Regions from separate parts of the Oryctolagus cuniculus genome. Here region 1 is linked to region 2. The links are chromatin contacts, called in public Micro-C maps. All regions are on one chromosome and are shown on one strand. The core of a region is the stretch at or near the end of the contact, and the rest is flanking DNA. Distances in the headings are between cores, read along the strand shown.

What was found. A called contact is a pair of places that touch in the nucleus more often than the background predicts.
Region 1: a Micro-C map of ear pinna shows a contact between it and region 2, with 2.7 times the contacts expected there. The contact joins the promoter of PSRC1 here to the promoter of PSMA5 in region 2. A contact is called at or near these places in 2 of 6 Hi-C or Micro-C datasets (ear pinna and psoas muscle).

The regions. Positions count from the first base shown.
Region 1 is chr7:61,145,827-61,149,765 of mOryCun1.1, forward strand. PSRC1 (proline and serine rich coiled-coil 1) reads left to right here and starts at 2,018. Exons shown (of 8, transcript XM_008264750.4): 1 at 2,018-2,120; 2 at 2,433-2,486; 3 at 2,586-2,643; 4 at 3,079-3,520; 5 at 3,826-3,939. The coding sequence starts at 2,468. LOC127493414 (a long non-coding RNA gene) reads right to left here and starts at 1,585. Exons shown (of 3, transcript XR_007923513.2): 1 at 1,447-1,585.
Region 2 is chr7:61,001,550-61,005,629 of mOryCun1.1, forward strand. It overlaps PSMA5 (proteasome 20S subunit alpha 5), which reads left to right and starts at 1,737. Exons shown (of 9, transcript XM_002715806.5): 1 at 1,737-3,819. The coding sequence starts at 3,791.

The DNA of each region.
Region 1 (3,939 bases), core at 768-3,267, 140 kb after region 2:
GCGCAACACCCATCAAATATTTCCAGATAGTGGCCTTATGCTGAGAGAAGAACTCTTGTACCTGAAATCTATACTTTTCGGCTTTACTGTTATTTTGATGGAGGAAAAAGTAGTGTTTTTGTTTTTGTTTTGCTGGTACTGCAACAGCTTTCCAAATAAAAACTTGGTGACAGAAAAATTGGAGATGAATTTCCTTAAAAGAAACTCACCTCCAATTTGCTAAAACTTACTTCCCCGGTCACCTGACTGGGTGCAAAGAGGAGTTCCCTACTCCGGTCTGCTACTAAGGGAAGGAAGCCTCTTGCAACCTCCTCTCCACTTTGCTACTACTCGCCTGGACACAGGGAAGCTTCTAGCTCTGGTTTTCTCACCCTCCTTATGATATCGGACGGCTCACTAATAATTTTCTATATTCATAAGCCTGTGGGCTCTTGCCACATATTCAGAGAATAATTCTAAATACTGGCTCAAATAGACCAAACATGGTAAGTTTTTTTTTTTTTTTTTAACATGGTAAGTTTTTAAGGATTTTATTCAGTGAGAGAAACGCGCAAAAGAGTGAGGGCTTTATTTAGGGGAGAAAGAAGCTAAGTTGGGTCCATACCAAGCAGAGAGCAGGCCAGGAGCAAGCCACATGGAGCAAGCGTATAGTTATGAGCAGCCACAGGTAGCTTAACACAGCAGCAAAGCAAGGCAGACAGCAAGCCAGTAGGCCCCACGCCCCAAAGGCGTGTGGAGCAAGAGTGAGCCCACTGTGTTCCAGGCCCATTTATTTGCTCCCAAAGGGGGGAGTGGTTACATCGTCTGATCGGCAGGTAGGTGTCCAGGCGAGGTCACCTAAGGGGGCATGAGATCACACAGGGGCTTGGTGAAGGTGTGGTCTCCAGTTTAGGAACCTGATTTGATCCTATGTGGCTGCCTACATCACTTAGAACCCGAATCGTGCAGCCAACACCAATCCTCTTCCCCCCGCTGGGATTCCTCACATATATTTGCACCTTCCTTTAACACCCCACTAAGATCCAAGGCTCCTTGGCTCCCGGTGGCATTTCTGACAGTCACCAGCTCACTCCTGCTGCTAAACACTACAGGAAACACAGACGCCTCCGGGTCACCAACTCCGGGGACTAAAGCTCGGGCTCTTTGTTGACGGGGTAAGGCCTCAGCCTGTCTCAGGGCATCGCTAACAGCTGACCCGGCCCATTTACAGACAACATCCCTAGTACGCAGGCTTCCACGTTACCGACACAAGCTCTCAGTCGGAGTCGGAGGGAGCCTGCGACTAACCCTGCCGGGCCGCGGGCCAAGCCCCGCCTGCCGCGCGTAGTCCCCGTCAGGACAACCGGGACGCTTTGCACCCAAGCCCGCCCCGCTCATAAACGGAAGCGTCAGGGTTGAGTTCGAACCTCAGTTTCCCTGTGAGAAAACATAATTTTTCCTTCACACCTCGCCTGCTTCAGGTTCCAAAGTTCTTGCTTAAAATCGTAATGGAGGACGTACGTCTTGGGAGACCTCTCAACAAGAGCCGACCTAAAATGGCCATGTTTAGTTACTTCCTTAACTTGTAAAAAAAAAAAAAACACGTGAAGAAACCTGGCAGACGCGGCGCTCGCAAGCTGAGCGCGTTCGCTCTGGCCGAGGGCTGCTCTCAACGACCCACCGACAAGCAGCAGTCTTCAGCTGCCTCACCGCGGCCGCGGCGGGCGGAACAGCCGCCCAATAACGCCCTGGCGCGACTGCGGCGGCGCGCTGAGCCCACACTCATTGGCCCGTTCCCTCGCGCGCCGCCACGAGGTCCCGCCCCCCTGGGCCAGGTTCCCCTCTGCTCGCCGCCTGGGGGTGGAAGCCAGGTCTCCCGGACGCGCGCGCGCACGCGCTCGCGGTCTTGCCCCATCGCCCCGCTCGCGCTCTCCCGGATGGAGTCATCCTGGGACCTGCTCCAGGTCCGGCCCCCACCTGCAGACTTCCGGCCGGCCGCCTCAGCCCCACCTCTGATGATCCACCAATCACTGTGCTCGTGCCGCAGGAGTGGGTGGGGCCTGAGAGATTCGAAAGGAGCCCCGCCCCCAGGAGCCGATTCCCGGGACAAGGTTGTGGAAGCAAAGCCTCTTCTGTGGATGGTGAGGTCGGGTAGGGAGTGGAAACAGGTGGGCTGGAGGTGTGGCGTGGATGTGGGGCCGCGGGGTGGAAAGGAGGCTTAGGAAGAGGAAGAACCCAGGAGATACTGGTGGGGAAAAGGAGAGGACGTGCAAACAGCCTCCGGGCACAGCTCGCTGCAACTTTTCCAGAGGGAGGGGGAGATACAGGCCCAGGTGCTACTCCGGGACGCTCGCTTTGCCTCCTGCCTGACCCCTGCCCCTGGCTTGCACCTTGAGGCTAGCGGGAGCCTTGGGCAGCATGGATGCTTAAGCAAAAGTACGGTTTTTCTCCAGCCGAGATCAGAACTGACTCGCTCTCCTGGCTAGACATGGAGAATTTGGAGGAAGGTAAGGAAACCCTGGGGGGCGGGAGGGGGGAGATGAGTCCCTGGGATTGAGAGCCCCGTCAGGGACCTTCAGCTGGCGTTCAATCTTCTTGGCCTCCAGATGTAAAGTTTATTGTGGATGAGACCTTGGACTTTGGAGGGCTGTCACCATCGGACAGGTACCAGCCTCTTGATCCCACTTGTTTTCCTCCAACACCACCTCTATGTATCTCTCTGCTCACTGCTGAGTCCTTGGCCCCGGAGCTTGGGTTGGCAAGTTTTGGTGCACTTAGGCTGCTGGGTGGCTGACTCCAGCCTCTCTGATGCTACCCATGAGGAGCTGAGAAGGGAGAAACTGGAGTTTGATTTTAGAATGTTAAGAAAGGCAGCAGATTCGCTGCATCTTCGTTCTGACATCATCTGTGATGTCAGTAAAGAGTAAAAGCCCTGCTAGACCTCAGGGAACCAGGTATCTCGTCACCCAGAAGCCAACATGGACCTCAGGACTGTGGTGTGTGTGTGTGTGTGTTGGGGGGGTGTTCAGGTTCCATTGCACAGAGTCCCTGTCTCCTGCTCTCTTTCGTGCGGGCATGGTGCCTTGTTTTCTGTCTCAGTCGCGAGGAGGAAGACATAGCAGCGTTGGCAACTCCAGAGAAACCACTCCGACGGGGCCTTTCCCACCGAAGTGACCTGAATGCAGTGGCCCCTGCGCCCCAGGGTGTGAGGCTCAGCTTGGGCCCCCTCAGCCCAGAAAAGCTGGAGGAGATCCTCCATGAGGCCAACAGGCTGGCGGCCCAGCTGGAGCAGTGTGCCCTGCAGGAGCGCGAGAGCGCGGGCGAGAGCCTGGGGTCCCGCCGGGTGAAGCCCAGCCCCCGGCGAGAGACCTTCGTGCTGAAGGACAGTCCTGTGCGAGACCTGCTGCCCACGGTGAGCTCTCTGGCTTGGAGCACACCCTCCCCCAGCAGCCTGACGCCTCGACACCGGAGCTCCGATAAGAAGGGCTCCACCAAGGCTCTTCGGGCAGCATCTGGAAAGAGGCCCTCTGGCCTCAAGAGGGTGAGTTTGGGGGACTGAGCGGGATGTGTGCCTGCAGGCACTGCGTGTGACATGCTGCAGGCATCGAGTGGTCTGCTCTCGGGGGCAGGAAGTTCTCCCTCTAGAATTGTTGGAGGTACAGATGCCACAGCAAAGCGCTTGCCACAGTGTCCGGGTACCAGCTCTGTAGTGTCCATGAGCAGCTAACTTCCGTCCTTCCTTGCTGTGGTCTCAACAGCTCCCAACCTCTGTCCCCGAAGCCCCTGGGCTCACAGAACTGATCCCTTCTCCATTCTAGTCATTGTCCCCCTCTCTTTGTGTTTCAGGAATCGCCCACTTGCAATCTGTTCCCTGCATCCAAAAGCCCAGCGTCTTCTCCTCTTGCCCGATCAACTCCTCCAATCCGGGGGAAGGCTGGGCCCGGTGGGAGAGCGACAGCA
Region 2 (4,080 bases), core at 487-2,986:
ACAAACCTTTATTGGTTACCACGCAAAAGGGAACAGAGTGCGGGGTTTGACAGCTCCTGTTCCGAGGAAGGCATCCGCAGACCCGCACAGCGCATGCGGAAAAGCGGCAAAGGCAGCATTTTAACAACTTCTGTCAGCCCTCAGATCCACTGAGCCCACCCAACTGGGACGGCCTCTCTCTCTCTCTCTTTAAAAAGATTTATTTATTTGAAAGATAGAGTTACAGAGAGGCAGAGGCAGAGGGAGAGTGAGAGACAGAGAGTTACAGACAGTGAGAGAGGGACAGAGAGAAAGGTCTTCCTTCCGTTGGTTCACCCCCAAAATGGCCGCTACGGCTGGCACGCTGCGCCAATCTGAAGCCAGGAGCCAGGTGCTTCTTCCCAGTCTCCCATGGGGATGCAGGGGCCCAAACACTTGGGCCATCCTCCACTGCCTTCCCAGGCCACAGCAGAGAGCTGGACTGGAAGAGGAGCAACAAGGACTAGAACCAGCACCCATATGGGATGCCAGCGCCGTAGACTGAGGATTAACCAGATGAGCCACACGCCAGTCCCAGTCCTTTGGCACATTAAGGACAGACAATCCCATCCTTGAATGGGTGGGCCCCTGGATTGGAAATTTAGGGACCTCTTTTGGCCAATGTGAATTCAGGCAGCTCATGCCTCCATCTTCAACCTCTCCCTGGCTAGTCCAACAAGAAAGCCTAAACTCCCTAGTGGAGTGCTACAAAATCAAGGGGCACTATACCTTCTTATGGCAGAGTTGGGAGACACCTGTGCCATGCTTAAGGAAACTTGCTGCTTTTGGGTAAATACTTCTCAAAAGGTGGCAGACAACCCCGCAAAGCTAAAAGAATTAATCACAGTCTACAAAAACCTCAATAATAACCTTAACCAAGAAACTTGATTGGGATTCCTCAAAAATCCTCCAAGAATGGATGCAAAATCTAAGCCCCTTCCTCTCCATCTTGGTGTTGGTGATCCTTCTTCGCACCTTTCTTTTAGTTCAACATATCTCCAACAAATTAAATGCCATCAAGATGCAGACCCAAATAGAGCCCCAGATGGCTCTCCCTGGCTCTCCAGGCTGCTGGATCGACCACCTCAGTAGGACAAACTCCCCCACCCCACCACCGCCATGCTCCATAACATCTCCCCTGTTCAGCTTGACGCAGCTAGAGTGGTCATCAACCCCTTCCCTAAGAGCAGTTGGAGGGTCCTCAGACAGGGGAGATGAAGGGTCACAAAGCCCTCAAGTGGGGACAGGCCAAGGAAGCAGATCACCGAGGGGAAGTGGAAAGAGAAAAAAATTGGAACAAGGAAGGGCACAAAATGCCCACTTAGTTAAAGCTAGAGTGCCCATTTATAGCCCCTCCCGCCCTCGTGGATATACATGGGGGAGCCAATCAGATGGGGCTTAAAAAGCACATGTGCAGAGGCGGGGGAGTCAATTTGTTGCTCCACGGTATGGAAGGGTCTTGTCCAAGGGGGAGAAAGATGAAGTGTTTACAGAGACTTAAAAGATGGGTCACACTACAACTGACTCCCAGCCCTGAGGCCCCTCGGTGTGAGATGTTTGTTTGCTTTCTTGCAGTAAATACATTTCTTTGCTATAGTCTGGATTCCACTCTTTATACTGAGAAGGGTCCTGAGGGAATTTATGACCAACTTTTCCACAAAAATTGACAAGCTTACAAGGAAGCTGTTACCTTCTTCTTTCCCCCCCCCCCCCCCCACAAATCTGACTCCTGAGGATTGCTGCTTGGAATTTCCCCAAACTTTTTAAATGCCAAACATCTGATTGGCCATTGATCACAAAACCAAATTCCTGTTGAATTCATGAAGGAAGCCAGGAAATAAATGGGAGGGAAAACAGATATTAATGCCCCAAAGGCCTATTTCTATATTTCCTCTACCACCAAAATGCTTCAGTAACTTAAAAAACTAGTGTAGGAACAAGTATGAACTTTATTGAGCTACAGACCTGGAGAGGTTAAGGGATGACCAGTGATATATTATTAATAGCCATGGCATTTCCCTTTCAGGCATAACTGCCCCATAAATGACTTCCTCCTTGATTTACTAAGGTATAACTGACAAAAATTGTTTATAGTTATGGTATAAATGCAAGTTCTAAAAAATTAGACATCTTAAAATTTCAATATATTTATTTGAGGCAGAGAGAGAGAGAGCGAGCTCTCATCCATTGGCTTATTCCCCAAATGCCTGCAATGAATGGGGCTGGGCCAGGCCAAAGCTAGGAGCCAGGATCCAAGCACATGAGTCACCACCTGCTGCCTGCCAGGCTACATTAGCAGGAAGCTGTAATGGAAGCAGAGTCGGACATGGGGGTATCACAGCCTGTGTCTCAAGCACTGGGCCAAATGCCCAACCTCTCCTCCTGATTTTCTTTTTTTAATTTTTAAAATTTATTTGAAAGAAATATGCTCTTTCATATCTCATATACTGAGAGATCTTCCATATGCTGGCTCATTCCCCAGATGGCTGCAACCAGGAACCAGAAGCTTCTTCCAAGTCTCCCACATGGGCGATAGGCTCCCAGACACTTGGGTCATTTTTCGCTTTCTCCAAGCCATTAGCAGGGGGTTGGATCGGAAGTGGAGCAGCCGGGACACAACAGCTAAGCCAGCGCCAGCCCCCGCTTCCTCCGTGATGTTTTGCCCCAGATACACTTTGTGCATGATTAGATCAATTACTGTATCCATCATCTCACATACTTGTGTGTGTGAGAGAGAACGTTTGAGATCTACTTTCTTGGCAACTTTCAAATATACATTATTCACTAGCGTCACCCTGCTGTATAATAGATCTCCAACTTTCCTTTTTTCGATCCTCTCAACACCTTATCCCCGGCCGTGATTTCTTAACTTCCTGTCTTAGACAAGTTACTCAGAATGTTTCTATGAAGCTACGAAGTTGCTCTTCCGCCCTTGGGAAAGGGAGGCAAGAAGCACCGAAAAGGAAAGCACGCATTCTTCATTAAGAACAGAAAAACGGCGAACGATCTGAATCTGGGATCCTGAGCTCATCAGTCTGAAATCTGGACTGGGGGCGGGCGCAGGGAGGGTCCAACAACGAGCTGGCAAAATTACCTCAACTTGCGGAAACTGGAAGACTTTCTTACTGGTTAAAACCCACCAACTTTTCTCAATAAATGAGCCAGGCTGGACTCGCCCACGGCGCCGGCTCAGACCCACCGTAGTGCACCCATCACCGCTCAAAATTTGCAGCCCTCGCTAGAGCACCGGATAGACCGCGCCAGACCTCAAGCAACCCGGAACTCCGCAGAGACGGGCGAGCGCAGCGCGTGTTGGAAACCGGACCAACGTCTCCGGGCGGAGATTAAGCAAGCCGGCGAGAGACCTATCAAATCAAGGTTCAGATAGCACGGCCTTCGGTACAATCCCTCCTAGCTGCCCATCCTGGCGCCGGCTCACACCGCTAAATGGAGAACTCCCCACACACGCCTCAAACTCCCGGCGCCCCTAGCAACCGCCGGCAGTTTAAAGCGGAAGAATGCTCTTTGTCCCGCCTCCGTTAGGCTGAGCGAGGCCTGGCGGGAGGCGCGTTGGCCCAATCGCCTCGACGGGAACTATGGCCAGCCAATAGAAAGCAAGCCTAGGAGGGCGGGCTAAAGAGGTCGCGGGCGCACGCGCAGTTGGAAGCAGGTTCCTGGGTTAAGTGGCGGTGTGGGTGAGTTGGATCCCGGTGAAGTCCCGTGGTTCCTCCGGTTTCCCACATCGCCGCTGCCGCCTAGTTCTGCCCTCACCATGTTCCTCACCCGGTCTGAGTACGACAGGTCCGTGCGGTGGGGGGAAGCTGGGACGGGGTTATGGGTGGGCAGGCCCGGGGCCCGGCCGCGGCCTGGGTTCTGCCGTGTCATGGGGCGCCCCGGGAACCCGGGTCTGGCCGGGCGGGATCTCTTGTCCTCCCCTTGCGCTCGCGGTTACTGCTCAAGCTAGATTTGGGTAAATCGGCCCCACTTGTCCTGCCGCTGAGTCACTGCTCGGTCGTATCTTGGTGCGGAAGTGAGAAGCCCCGGTCTGTGTTAGGAAAGGAA